Regions from separate parts of the Sus scrofa genome. Here region 1 is linked to region 2. A link is a contact called in public Hi-C data. All regions are on one chromosome and are shown on one strand. Each heading gives the region's core, a stretch centred on a gene start, on an enhancer-like site or on the middle of the called end of the contact. The rest is flanking DNA. Distances are from core to core; before and after follow the strand shown. Region 1 holds the start of CAMTA2 (calmodulin-binding transcription activator 2). Region 2 has its middle 14 kb from the start of RABEP1.

Region 1 (6,818 bases), core at 2,224-4,723, 57 kb after region 2:
ACCCTGGCATAGTGGGTTAAGGACCCAGCGTTGCCACTTAGGTAGCAATTATGGCTCAGATCTGATCCCTGGCCCAGGAACTCCATATGCTGCAGGGTGGCCAAAAATGAAAAAGAAAAAAAAAGTTTGAATACTATTCTAAGCACAGTAGAAATCAGTGGAAGTTTCTAAGCAAAGGAATGACATGAGTAGACTTTTTTTTTTCCTGCAACTTTTTGTTATGAAAAATTTCAAACAATTGCAGAAGTAGAGAAAATAGTAATCAGGAACCCAGACTATCCTTTTTAGCAGCTGCAAAAAGTATCAGTATGTGGATAATCTTTTTGATACACCCCTTCAGTTTCTTGCTACTCCGACTACTTTAAACCTTAAATGGGAACTCATTTCACATAATCGTTTATAAAATACAACTCACACTGCTCTATGCAGGATAGATTGTTGGGGGATTCATTTGGAAGAGGGACAAGAGTATGAGGCAATTGCAGTGGTCTAGACAGGGGAAGATGAGCTGGAATACGATGGGGGGAGCAGAAATGGTGAGGAGTGGTCAAATTTGAGTGTATGTTTTGCTCTAGCAACTGGGCATTTGGAGTGACTTTCAGCAAGATGGGGAAGGCTAAGGAGGAGGCGTTGTGGGGGCAGTTGAACCTGTCAGTCTGGAGTCCAGGGGAGGAGCCCGAGCTGAAAATATAGATTTGGGTTCGTCAGAACATCGGTGGTATTTAAAGTCATGGACCTGGGTGAGATCACCTAAGGAGGGATGGAGATGAAAAAGATAAAGGGCCCAGGCCTAAGCCCCAGGGCACCAAACATCATTCGGTCTGGGGATTTTGGAAGTGACGAGAACTGTTCTCAAACAGCTTTGCACATCCCTCTGTACCAAAAGGATATTCGTATTTCTGAGAAGGGGAGATAAGGCAGGGGTGAACAGAGGTTCTGCTCTCCTGGAGCCTTGCATTGACTAAAAGGAACCTGTCACATCACCTAAGTACTCGGACCTTCCTCTTTAAGAGCCCTGCTTGCTAAATAAGATGTTCTCTGGTTGTGAGGTGTCAGAGCTTGAGAGTCAGCGAGATCTGAAGTTCAAACAATTGCTAATGGACCCTCACTCTAGCTCCAATCGCCTCTCAAAGCAAAGGCCTTGCCACCGTCCTCAGCTTAAATGGATAAGGGACATGGCCCGAGGGAGCTTGGGCGGCCGTAAGGTCCCATGGTAAGATAAGACCCCTAAATTCCTGGCATGAGTAGATGCTCTAAGGGAAAAGCAAGACCCAAGCCTACCTTGTCCTCACATCAGGTGTTCCAGGGTGGTCAGCCGATCGCCACCCCCCAGCTTGCCTTCCCAGAGCCTCAGACTGACACCCCGGCATTATGGAAACACCTTCTGGGAGAACCTTAGTCAAAAGCCCAGGTTGGTATGAATGGAGAAAAACGGGGACCAAGTGGAAGTGAGGCGGGGAGGCTGTACCATCTTAAACTACCGTAAAGCCTTACAGTAGCAATAAGCACTAGTTAGGGGATAATCATCCCGCTGGCTGATGGACATTGTGGCTCCTAATGCCAGGGAGGTGGTTGGGAGGGGTCATTAGAGAAGCGATATGGATGGGAGTATTATCTCTGCTCTTAGCCCCCTTTTTTTGTGCTTCACAGGCCCACTTGGATGGAGGAACCGTACACCCCACCCTTGCTGGTGTGACAAACTTTCTGCCCTTTGACGTGTTTCGGTTAAAATTGCACCCACTGCCATCCTATCCCGGGCGGTCCTTATTACCCCTTCCCTGTGGCATCCCCCAGCCAGTGCACTAACCCGGCCCTCCTTTCTAAGAATCAGTTATGTTTTCCAGATCACAGGTGCATTTTCATGACTTGGGTTTCCCAAGACCCCTGACCCCCTCTTTCTGTCCCAGCTCCCCTGAGAGATTCAGTTTTGCCTTCTAGCTCCTTTTCCTCATTTTCTGGCACAGAGAGTCACTGGTTGCTCCCAGCTTGGCCTGTACCCCCCTGAGGGGCTCCCACCCCCGGAGATGCTCTGCAGAAGAAAGAGAAGGAGGCAACATTTGGCAGGAATGCAGCAGGGATCTGGGAGCATCCCAGCCCGAGTGAGGGCTGTCACTTATCACCTGGAGGATCTAAGGAGGCGACAGAGAATCATCAATGAGTAAGGACAGATGTCTGGGCTCTGGGAGGCAGATAGGGTATGGGTACAGGATGGTTTGAACTAAGGAAAAGGTGGAGAACTTTGAAGGAATTGGAGGTTGTCTGGGAATGAGCCATGGTCTCGGTAGGACTGAAGCAGCAGTTTCATAATATGGGAAGGAGGAGGGAACTCAGGGATGGGGGATGAGCCCTAAGAGCTGGAGGGGGTGGCACTCAGGCCACTGAAGAAAGGAAAGCACGCCCTAGAACTAGAGGCTAGTGGGGAGCTAGGGGGTACATCTGAGCCCCTGGACTGAAAATACTCCAGTCTGAGGGGAGCAGAAATTTGGGAGTGGAGACAACACCCCTGGTGCCAGCAGGGAGGCTTTCAGGGCAGAAAGGATGAAGAACGGAGAGGCAGGAGCCTGGCTTCCAGGCACCTCTTTCCTAAACCTAAAGTCTCCATAGACTGAAGAAAGCCCAGTGGGGCAGCTCTGGGGCTGCACCTGAGCCGCTGGGGCTGGATGAAGACGGCTGTGGACAACCCAGCACCCGGCGACACCCTGATCCGGAGGAGGAGAGGGCAAACTCCCCAAGGGAAGAGGACGACCTCCTCAGTCCTGGCAGGGCCCAGGTAGGGCTGAAGAGGGACTTGGGGCGGGGGCGTGGAGGGGACGTGGATGTCTTATATGGAGAGACAGCAGAAGCCAAGAACCGCACTGGACAGATGGATTTGAGAGGAACAAAAATAAAGGTTGGCCCCCTGCGGTACAGTGACTTAAGGATCCAGCATTGTCACTGCTGTGACTCGGGTCGCTGCTGTGGCGCAGGTTCTATCCCTGGCCCAGGAACTTCTGCATGCTTCGGGCGTGGCATAAAAATAAAGTAAAATGAAAAATAAAGTAGCTAAGAGCCGGAGACTGGGGGCTGAGGGTGGGTTTGGGGACTAGGAAATCTGCAGAGAGACTTCTTTTTGATTCTCTCGTTATCTTTGTCATCCGTACAGCTGCTTTGGTCTCCCTGGAGTCCCCTGGGCCAGGAGAGGTCTTGTCTCTCCAGGGGGCTGAGTTCTCTGGCCTCCTTCAGCACCGCCACAGCCAGTAGGGACCCCGTTTGCAGTCGCTGGGGGATGGAGCTGTGGTCTGAGGAGTAAGGAGAAGCCGTCCACCCCAAGGTGCGGGCGTGCCTCGGGCCCAAGACGAGTTCTCGGCGCTGGAATCTCCGGCATTTCCGACGTCCAGGCCTTCCCCTTCTCCTTGGCCCCCCACCCTCCTCTCCCATCCTCTGGACTAGGCGCAGACAGCCCCCTGGCTTCCAGCCCGCCCCGCCCCTCTCACAGGAGCTCCCCAGCGTCCCCCAAGCCGGCTCCCTGCCCCTGTGCGCTCTTCTCTGTTCTGTTACCAAAACCCAGCAAGTTGAGCCCTTGAGTTGTCTTTCTTTCCGCCGAGCAGTGATGGAGAGGCTCGTGGGGAGGGGGGCTCCTTTCGCCTTCGCAGGGAACCCCGCTCAAATGAAGGGCTGGATCCCCAAATGAAGTCCTGCCCCGCTCCTGCGTTCCCCGCCCAGCAGCGCTGCCGGCCGCCCGCGCCCCACTTCCCCGGCCGAGGTCACGTCAGTCGCCGAGCTTCCGCCTCCGGGACCCCGGCATCCCGCCCCTCGGCACGGCTGCCCCTCCTGGGACTGCCCGGCAGTCCGTCCCTCGGCCTGGCTCGGGGCCCTGGAAGCCGAGGGCCTCGGGCTGGCGCCCCACCCAGAGCCCCACGTGTGCCGCTGACCCCAGGTTCCAGTCGCGACCCTCAGCCCCTTAATTGGGAGGCCCCGCCCCGTGCGCAGTGACGTCGGACGCCGCTGTCAGCCGGCGCTGGGGGGGGGTCGGTGTGGGGTAGAATGGCCGCTGCCGCCGTCACCCGCGGGACCCCGGGAGGTAAGAGCCAGGGCTTCTCGCCCGCCTCTCCGCCCCCGCGCCAGGGGGCGCAGCTCCGCCGGCCGGGACGTGGCGCACCGCGCCGGGGACCACTGGCCCTCCGCCGGGTTCGCCCCGACTCCCCGCTTCCGTCCTCCTCCCCCGCGCCAGGGGGCGCCGCTCGGCGCAGGGCCCCGAGGCGGACCGGCCGGGCCGGACCGTCCCGGGGACCCCCGCACCCGCACTGCCCCTCGCTCGCCGTGCACCCGCGGACTCCGCGCCGCAGCTCCTCCAGGACATCCCGACGTGCGGGCGGGAGACGGGACCCTCCCACCTCGGAGCGTCCCTGGGGACCACCGCACCGCCGCGAGGGGCAGCCCCCGGCCCGCTCCGCACCCTGGCTGGCTGCCTAGCCCGGACTTCGCACCTGCGCCCTGGGGCGGAGTCCTTACCCAACCCAGGCTCGGCTGCACACAGCCGAGCTCGGACGGGCCTCTTGCCCCCTCTCCATCCCCGGACACCTGGCGGAGCCCGCGCCGAGAGCATCCTCCAGCTTCCATCTGTTCCCCCAGAAGGGTGGGGGCCCAGGCTGGAGCCAGAGTGGTAGATGGGGTAGGGTAGGCCTGGAGGCCAAGGGAAGCAGAGGCTTTGGGGAGAGAGGTGCGGAGGGATAGGAGAGGAGAGGGCGGTCTGTCTCAGGGTGGAGGATGGGTTGTCCTGAGGGTGGGAGGCTGGGTCCTGGGTGTGTAGCTCCGTTTCTCCCAGGCCCTGACCAGCCTGGAGGAGAGGGTGTGGATTATAATCAGTTAGCAGATCTGCCCTTCCCCTTGGAAAAATCAAATAGAGAAGGAACTCAGGGTGTGTCTTCTAAGGCCTAGCTCTCTACCCGGACTTAGATCTCCTGCCCTGCCCCCAGCATCCAGGCTCTTATTTGTCAGACCATTCTCCAAGGACCGGATGCTCTGAGTCCCAGCCCCAGGACCTGACCCCATCGCAGCCCCAGCCTCACAAGAGCCCAGGCTGTAGGGCCTCTGAAACGCGCCAGCCCCGCCGGCCTTCTCTCCCCTCCCCCACCGGGCCGGTCTCTTCCTGACGGCTCTGTCCTGTCGTGTCTCCCCGCTCGTGTTCGTTACTGGCCCATGGCTGGGCTGTCCCTCTCCTCCATTCCCGGCTGTACTCTGTCATCACAGTCCAACCGCTTCCTCTCTCTTCCTTATCTTTCCCAGATATCATGACCCAGTTCTGTACCCATCTCCCACCTCATTCTCATCCATTAGCGTGGGGGCTTCTGCCATGACCTTGTTCTCTCCCTTCTCAGCACAGACTCCCCCTCCCCCCGGCCCTTCTGGCCGGGGGTGATCTTGCCCCCTGGAGCCCTCACCATGAATACCAAGGACACCACCGAGGTTGCTGGTGAGTTCACAGTCCAGGTTCCCAGTTTGGGCACAGCCTTTTTTCCTCCTGGAGTGGTGGTGATCTTCTGATTCTTGGATCCCTGCACTCCTTGTCATCGTCTTACTTCCCCCAGTGCTCTGGGTTCGGCCCCTGTCCCCTGGGCTGTCACAGGGCTGTCAGGGCAGCACACGAAGCTCTCCCTTCTAATTCCCTCTAGAGAACAGCCACCACCTGAAGATCTTTCTCCCCAAGAAGCTGCTGGAGTGTCTTCCTCGCTGTCCGCTGCTGCCTCCAGAGCGGCTCCGGTGGAACACAAACGAGGTTTTCTCGGGAGCCTGGGAGATTAGGGCCTCGGAGGGCCTGGTGGGCTGGAGGAGCATGAATGGGGGTCTTCCTGTGCCTGCTGACACTCTCAATTTCAGGGTACTGTTCTCGGCGCTTTGGGGATCATAGGAGAGGTATAAAGACCTATGTCTTGTGAGAACTGGCTTCTCTTTGGCATGTTCACCTGTGTAAGAATAATATCTACCACTTAGAAAGTATTTCCAGAGTTCCCGTCATGGCGCAGTGGTTAACGAACCTGACTAGGAACCATGAGGTTGCGGGTTCGGTCCCTGCCCTTGCTCAGTGGGTTAATGATCCGGCGTTGCCATGAGCTGTGGTGTAGGTTGCAGATGCGGCTCGGATCCCACGTTGCTGTGGCTCTGGCGTAGGCCGGTGGCTACAGCTCCGATTCGACCCCTAGCCTGGGAACCTCCATATGCCACGGGAGTGGCCCAAGAAATAGCAAAAAGACAAAAAAAAAAAAAAAAAAAAAAGGAAGTATTTCCTACAAACGAGGCACTATGCTAAGCATTTGACATGCATTATCTCATTCAGTTCTCCAAAGACGTTGTAGAGCCGGTGCTGCTGCTATCCTCGAGGTGTAGGTTAGGAAACTGACTAGTTAGCCCCTGCTCTGTAAGTACCACTGATGGGGGCTCCTTCTGGAGGGCACACACCTCTGTACGCCCCCCACACACGGTGCTTTGTGTGTACTTGTGGTTGGTCATGATGGATTTGACTATTTAATGAGAGGAGAACTGTCAGCAAAAGAGCATGTGTGTATGATCTTTGTAAATGCAGGAAGGGCTGGGTCCTCAGAGGCGCTTCCTGGAGATCTGGGAAGGGATTCGGTCTACAGGATGGCTAGGCTTTGTGGGCTCAGAGAAATGTGCACGTGGCATTTCAGGCCTGTAGGGCACTCGTATTCAGGTAGCTGCCCAGGGCACGTTCAGAGGAGTTGGTGGGCCGGTCTGACCATGGAATGATAGATGCAGTTCAGGGAAATAGTGGGAATGAAGATCCTTGGTCTGGAAAAACCTTGGCTTCAGGTTGAGAAGTC
Region 2 (6,761 bases), core at 4,218-6,717:
TCCTTACACCTATACACAGGAGGTGCTTCTAAATTTTTTTTAATTAATTAATTAATTAATTTATTTATTTATTTATTTTTTGCCACTTCTTGGGCCGCTTCCGCGGCATATGGAGGTTCCCAGGCTAGGGGTCGAATAGGAGCTGTAGCCACCGGCCTACGCCAGAGCCACAGCAACGCAGGATCCGAGCCGCGTCTGCAACCTACACCACAGCTCACGGCAACGCCGGATCGTTAACCCACTAGGGCAGGGATCGAACCCGCAACCTCGTGGTTCCTAGTCGGATTCGTTAACCACTGCACCATGACGGGAACTCCTAAATTTTATTTTTAAATTAGTTATTGAAACCAGAAATACATTTATTTACCCTTGGGACATTGTCATGATTATTAGATAAGCTTTCCCAACAACTCACAAAGATGTATTTATCCGGGAACACATGGATACAGTGAGAAGTGTTTTTCAGGGCTAAGGACCACGGGAAAAGCACGGGCTGCAGACAGCCCTGCCCTCCACTTACTAGCTCTGCATGCCTGTGAAAATGACCGGAGCTTTGCGCCTCAGTGTCCTCACCTGCAAAATGAGGTAATATTAGTAGATAGGGTTCTTGTGGGAATTAAATGAGACAATGCACAAAAGGCACTTAGAACGTGTGCCTTGGCAACTACAACTGCAGCAACTGCTGGTGCAAATCAGGAGAGGAGAGATTTTTCTGGCCTGGTAGGTAAGAGTTGGAAGAAAGGGGTAGAAGGAAAGAAATGCGTGAGAAAAGTTCTCTGAAGTGGAATTTAGTAGCTGGGGAACCTTGAAAGGCACGGGAGCAGGAGATGTCTTTACACATGCAGGCATCCTCTCCCCGCTCTGGGGTGAAGAGGCAGTGTCCTCCATGGGCGGCAGGTGGCGCCACATGCCTACAAACCAGAGTCTGGCTCTGTCTGGGAACGTAGATGAGACGGCAGGAAAAAATTGAATCTCAGAGCACTTGACAACCAGACAGAGCTGCCACTCTGAACAGATGGGGTGTCCTAAGTCAGGCATTTACATTTCAAGGAACCTGTAGAATTCAATATACAGACCGATCCTCCTCATCTAGATCTTCCTAATTATTTCTATACCAAGGGATATGTTGAAATATGCATACTGTATGTGTCCCACTTAATATAAAAATAATATCATGAAGTTCCCTGGTGGCTCAGTGGGTTAAGGATCTGGCATTGTCACTGCTGTGGCTTGGATCACGGGTTTGGCAAGGGTTTGATCCTTGGCCTGGGAAGTTCTGCATGCCACAGGCATGGCAAAATAATGGTAATAAAAATATCATCACCGGCATCTCAAACCAGACAAGCCATTTCTGTTGGCAAATACAGCAGTGAAACATGGACCCTGGTGGAGAAAGAGTATAGGATTTTCAAGACTGAGAAGTAGCACAGGTCGAAGAAGAAGGGGGAAATGTGAACAATCATACAATAAAAATGCCCCTATTTGAGGCCGCTTTCAGTGCCATCTGAGAAGGAGACCGGACAGTGCTGAGCGGGAGGACTAAGCCAAGACCTGCAGAGCTCCTGCTGTGGAAACAAGCTGGGTGCTCCCACCAGCTCTGTTTGAATTCGGCACCAAACTAGTAACCAGTGGGGTTTAATCAAGGTCATCGGTTTCTGAGATGAAAGAGGTGAAGTTTAAGGTATTAGTCATTCCATAAATCCTTAATGAGTCACCCTGGACAGGCACTTTTCCAACAAATAGCTCACGTTTATATTTACTGAGGTTTCCGGGATGGGAGAAGGACTATTAGATAATACACTGTATTTAGTGCTCGGCTTCTCCCCCTGGGAAAGGGATGCTTTGATAGTAAGACCAGAGGCCCATTAAAGGGGAAACTCACACATGGGTTCCTCCCAGACAGCCGGCAGCAAACAAGGCCCTTTGCCCCGCCTCGGGTCCAGAGACGTCTTTGTTTGACAATTGGTAGAATTCTTGGGCTGCTAGATTTAGCAACCTACAGACAGTTTTAGCTGTTTGTGTTCTCTCTTTGCTTTGCTTTTGAACGTTTATCTTTGGGTTCTTTTAATTGGTTTACAAATAAAGGTCTGTGGAGTTCCCTGGTGGCTCAGAAGGTTAAGGATCCAGTGTTGTCACTGCAGCAGCTTGAGTCACCAGCCCAGGAGCTTCTGCATGTCATGGGTGTGGCCAAAAAAATAACACAAGTTCTGTGACTGAAAATTAATATTATCACTATTCTGTCTTTTTAGTGCCGCACCTGCGGCACATGGAGGTTCCCGGGCTAGGGGTCGAATCGGAGCTGTAGCCGCCAGCCTACGCCACAGCTACAGCATCAGCAGATGTGAGCTGCTTCTGCGACCTACACCACAGCTCATGGCAATGCCAGATCCTTAACCCACTTAGTGAGGCCAGGGACAGATCCTGCATCCTCATGGATACTGGTCAGATTTGTTTCCGCTGAGCCACGACGGGTACACCTGTGACTGAAAATTATTATTAAAAAAACCAGAAGTTCTGGAGTTCCCATCCTGGCTCAGCAGAGACAAATCTGACAGGTATCTGTGAAGACGTGGGTTTGATCCCTGGCCTCCCTCAGTGGGTTAAGGATCTGGCATTGCTGTGAGCTCTGGTGTGGGTCACAGACGAGGCTCGGATCTGGCCTTGCTGTGGCTGTGACCTAGGATGGTGGCTACAGCTCCGATTCAACCCCTAGCCTGGGAACCTCCACATGCCATGGGTGCAGCCCTAAAAAGACAAAAAAAAAAAAAAAAAAAAAAAAAAAGTCCTTAGACCTGCCATGGATCCAAAACAATCTGAAGACTGCTCTCCTTTTCCTGGCTTTTCCTGCAAGCCTATCTATGTCGGGGTCCCCAGGGAGGCTCACCTGAGCCTTGGAGGTGAGGATGTCGGTTGGGGGTCAGTCACGTAGGCATGGAGTGTCTGTGTGACTGACCTTAGCCATTCAGTCTCCAGCCCAGAGGCAGTGTGGCCCAAAGCCCCGGTGGCACACAAAAACTGGTGTTCCCCACTTATCACCTTGTTAGCACCAACTATCTGGTTTGGCCCGAGGCTCAGGTACAAAGATACTCTCAGCAGGTACTCCTGAGGGCTCAAAGGTTATCCCCCAGGAGCTGGTCAAGGGCCAGTCTTGAAAATCTTGGGAAAGTGCAGGGTTTGTGTTGTCTGGGAATGTCCAGACCTGCCACATTATCCCTTTACCTTTATTTAAAAAAGCCATAAAAAATAACGTAACAATAAAAATAAAAATAAACCCAGCACCTTTATAATAAAGCACCACTACCTGAGCCAGCTTCCGAAGACCTCCTTGGAAAGGGTCCAACCCAAGCTTTCCTCTAAAAGCAATGCGTCTAGCAGGGCAGCACGCAGTGAACGGACCAGGGAGCATAGAAAGGGCCACTGCTGGTGCCTCTGAAGGTGGCAAGGGTGTGTCTTAGAGCTGCCCAGTCTTGCCGCTGTGGCTCTGTGACTAAGCCCACTCCTACAGCCCTGTCCCACGACCAGCTTCCTCCCAAGCGCGTCTTTCATTCTTCCTTCCATCCCTTTCTGCTCCAGCTCTTTCCAAGACCCCCGAGATGCAGGTTTCCACTTAGTCCCCTCCAAACAAGCCATCTCGGCTTGAGGGCTTCCCTCCAGGGCCAGGACTAGGGCGACGCGAGTGAGGCACAAGGCCACTATATTTAAGGGAGCATCACTCTCAGGGTCAGGCAAGAGAGTCGGTGCCTCCGTCAACTCTGCACCCTGGGCACTCACTTTCGTCCTGGCCCCAAACTCTATCTCGGGAGAGTTTCCACGGGAACCTATATGCCTCCGTCTTGCCTGTGTTGACAGAGAATGGGCAGGAATGAGAAGAAACACAGGGGCCGAGTCCTGGGAAACAGGCAGGCATTAGTCCCCATGAGCGTGAATGCATCTTCACCTCCTCCTACTAGGCAACACCCTAAAGGGTAATCAACATTAAGTACCAGAAAATAACTGCGACGCCAGCATCTTCTTCCCTCATTTTTACCGGGGTCCCTCCACCCTTTAGCCCTTCAAAGGCATGAGGGTTCTTTTACCACAGCCCCCTGGGATCTTTCTTCCCAATATTAACTTCTTCTCAGTGGAAGACATGTGCCAGGACCCTCCATGCCAGGGCTGCCCTGCATGTCCCTGATTCTGGGTGGGAAGTGACTCCAAGAGACATCAGAAGCTCTGATCCTTCTCCACAAGGACATTCGAGCTATTTACACGGCATGACAAGTCAGAATGCATCTGATTTTTTCCAAGAATTGAATCTAGTGCTTTTCCAACTGGTGTGGCACTTCTGATGATATAGAAAGAGGAACTGTAGACAAACGTTCCTCCAGGTTTACCATCTGATCAGCTATTCACGTAAGAAACGTAGGAGCCGGTGTTCCCGCTTTGGTGCAACAGGATCAAAAGCCTTCTGCAGTGCCAGGACACGGGGCACAGTGGGTTAAGGATCCCGCGTTACCTGCAGCTGTGGCATAGGTTGCACCTGTGGCTCACATCTGATCCCTGGCCCAGGAACTCCAAAAGCTGAGGGGTGGCCAAAAAAGAAAAAAAAAAAAAAAATAGGGATTTAGGAACCAAGGCAGTGCATGCAGGGATCCGATGGCAGCTTCACCTCAAACACTAAATACACAGAGACACTCAAACTGCACAAGTTTGTAGCACCTCTTTTTTCACAGGTAGATTCTCAGGCACAAGTCTGGCTGGGGGTATCGTCACGTTCACTACCTTCACAGGCGTCTTCCCTGAAATGAATTCTTTGATGCTGTTGTAAAGCCCGACCCAGGTCTGAGAGCACGTGCACATTTAGCACAGCCAGTTGCTCTCCTGTAGGAATCTTCTGGGTTTCAAACATAACTGAAGGCCTTCCAACACCTACGATGTTATTCACAGGGTCTCTCTCTGGAATGTATTCTTTGATGTTGAAAAAGACTCGAGCTCTGATGAAAGGTTTTACCACATTCAATAAACGACAGGGTTTCTCTTACAAGCAGACTCAGGGATGGAGAATAAGATGCGGACTCTGCGGACAGGCTTTCCTGTGGTCACTACCCTGAAAAGGTTTCTGGAGTTCCCGTCGTGGCGCAGTGGTTAACGAATCCGACTAGGAACCATGAGGTTGCGGGTTCGATCCCTGCCCTTGCTCAGTGGGTTAACAATCCGGCGTTGCTGTGAGCTGTGGTGTAGGTTGCAGACGCGGCTCGGATCCCGCGTTGCTGTGGCTCTGGCGTAGGCCGGTGGCTACAGCTCCGATTGGACCCCTAGCCTGGGAACCTCCATATGCCGCGGGAGCGGCCCAAAGAAACAGCAAAAAGACAAAAAGACCAAAAAAAAAGAAAAAAAAAGGTTTCTAACGTGACGCCTCGGAACCAGTAAGGCTGAAGCATGTCTGCACGTCTCCCCACACGCCTGACTTTCCTAAGGTTTCTGCCAGTGTGAAGTCACTGGTGTTCAGTGAGACCCAAGCTGCGGCTGAGGGCTCGTGCACAGTCAGAGTCCTCACAGCGGCTTCCCTCCCAAATGGATTTTCTCATGTTGAACAATGTATGAACCCTTCCAGAAACTTTCCACAAACCATTACATTCCTATAGCATTTTTCCACTGTGAATTCTGATGTTGAGGCAAGCTGAGATCGCCCCCTAAAAAAGTTTCCCCGCATTCCTGACATTCATAAGGTTTTTTCCACTATGAATTCCGTAATTCCTAACAAATTGCAACTTGCCGTTGAAGATTCCCTGGTATGTGCTACGTTTACATGATTTTTCTCCACTATGAATTATCCTAAGTGGAGTATGCTGTACATTTTTTGGCCACACATGTCACATTTTTCAGCTCATTGGTAAAGATTTAAAAAAAAAAAAACAACATAAAACTTTACTGGTGAGAGGGGCGGGGACATGAGCTGGAGGAAGGCAAATTGGCGCAAATTCCAGGGAGAGCAAGTTTCCCCAGATGAAAAATGCATGCCCCCCTTTTTTTAGTTTTACTGAAGATGCATGCACCTTTGAGCAATTCCACTCCTAAGAATGCGTTCAACAGAGAGACTTAATTGTGTGTAAAATCACAATTGTACAAGTGATTTAGTGTAACATTGTTCATAACAGCAAATGGTTTGGAACAGTCTAAATGGATCCATAGGGAAGAGGTTAGCTAAATTATGATACATGCATACAATGGAATACTTTGTAGCCATGACTAAGAAGGAAGAAGCTCTTTAAAAACCAGTATCAAACCATCTTAAAAATAAAAACAAGATTCAGAACAGTCTTTACTGAACATTAGCAACTGTGTGTAACAAAAAACAAAAACAGAGGGAGGAAAAACCCTACTATATAAATTTGATTGTATATGTACAGCCTGTCTCTAGAAGGATAAAGATCCTTACTCTTAAGGAGGAAAACTGGGTAGTGGTGCCCTTTTGTTTCCTGTACCACATAAATGGTACCAATTATTTCAAAAATTACTTTTTTTTGGCTACACCTGGGCATGCAGAATTTCCCCGGGGCAGGGATCGAATTCAAGCCACAGTAGTAACCAGAACCATAGCAGTGACAATGCCAGACGCTCAACCCACTGCACCGCCAGGGAACTCAAAGAATGCATTATTTTAAACTGTAATCTGGGAGTTCCCTGGTGGCTCAGCAGGTTAAGGATCCAACACTCACTACTAGGCTCTGGTTACTGCTCTGGCGTGGGTTCCATCCCTGGCCCATGAACTTCCGCATGCC

What was found. Hi-C and Micro-C count contacts between places; a contact is called where the count stands out from the background.
Region 1: a Hi-C map of fetal skeletal muscle shows a contact between it and region 2, with 2.2 times the contacts expected there. The contact joins the promoter of CAMTA2 here to the enhancer-like site in region 2. A contact is called at or near these places in 1 of 5 promoter capture datasets (liver), 13 of 47 Hi-C or Micro-C datasets (alveolar macrophages, blood, brain and 8 more) and 2 of 2 datasets of contacts at active chromatin or transcription factors (alveolar macrophages and skeletal muscle).

Annotation. Positions count from the first base shown.
Region 1 is chr12:51,928,321-51,935,138 of Sscrofa11.1, forward strand. CAMTA2 (calmodulin-binding transcription activator 2) reads left to right here and starts at 3,474. Exons shown (of 23, transcript XM_021067750.1): 1 at 3,474-4,060; 2 at 5,358-5,452; 3 at 5,652-5,755. The coding sequence starts at 5,422. INCA1 (protein INCA1) reads left to right here. Exons shown (of 6, transcript XM_021067760.1): 3 at 1,298-1,411; 4 at 1,651-1,690; 5 at 1,965-2,158; 6 at 2,605-3,144. The coding sequence ends at 3,025.
Region 2 is chr12:51,868,849-51,875,609 of Sscrofa11.1, forward strand. No RefSeq gene overlaps it. Among named protein-coding and RNA genes, the nearest start is that of RABEP1, 14 kb to the left of the region's middle. Within about 2 kb of position 5,468, at least 8 of the 83 cell types and tissues checked have an H3K27ac peak or open chromatin away from gene starts, as enhancers often do. A contact at or near this core is called in fetal skeletal muscle, where this site is marked.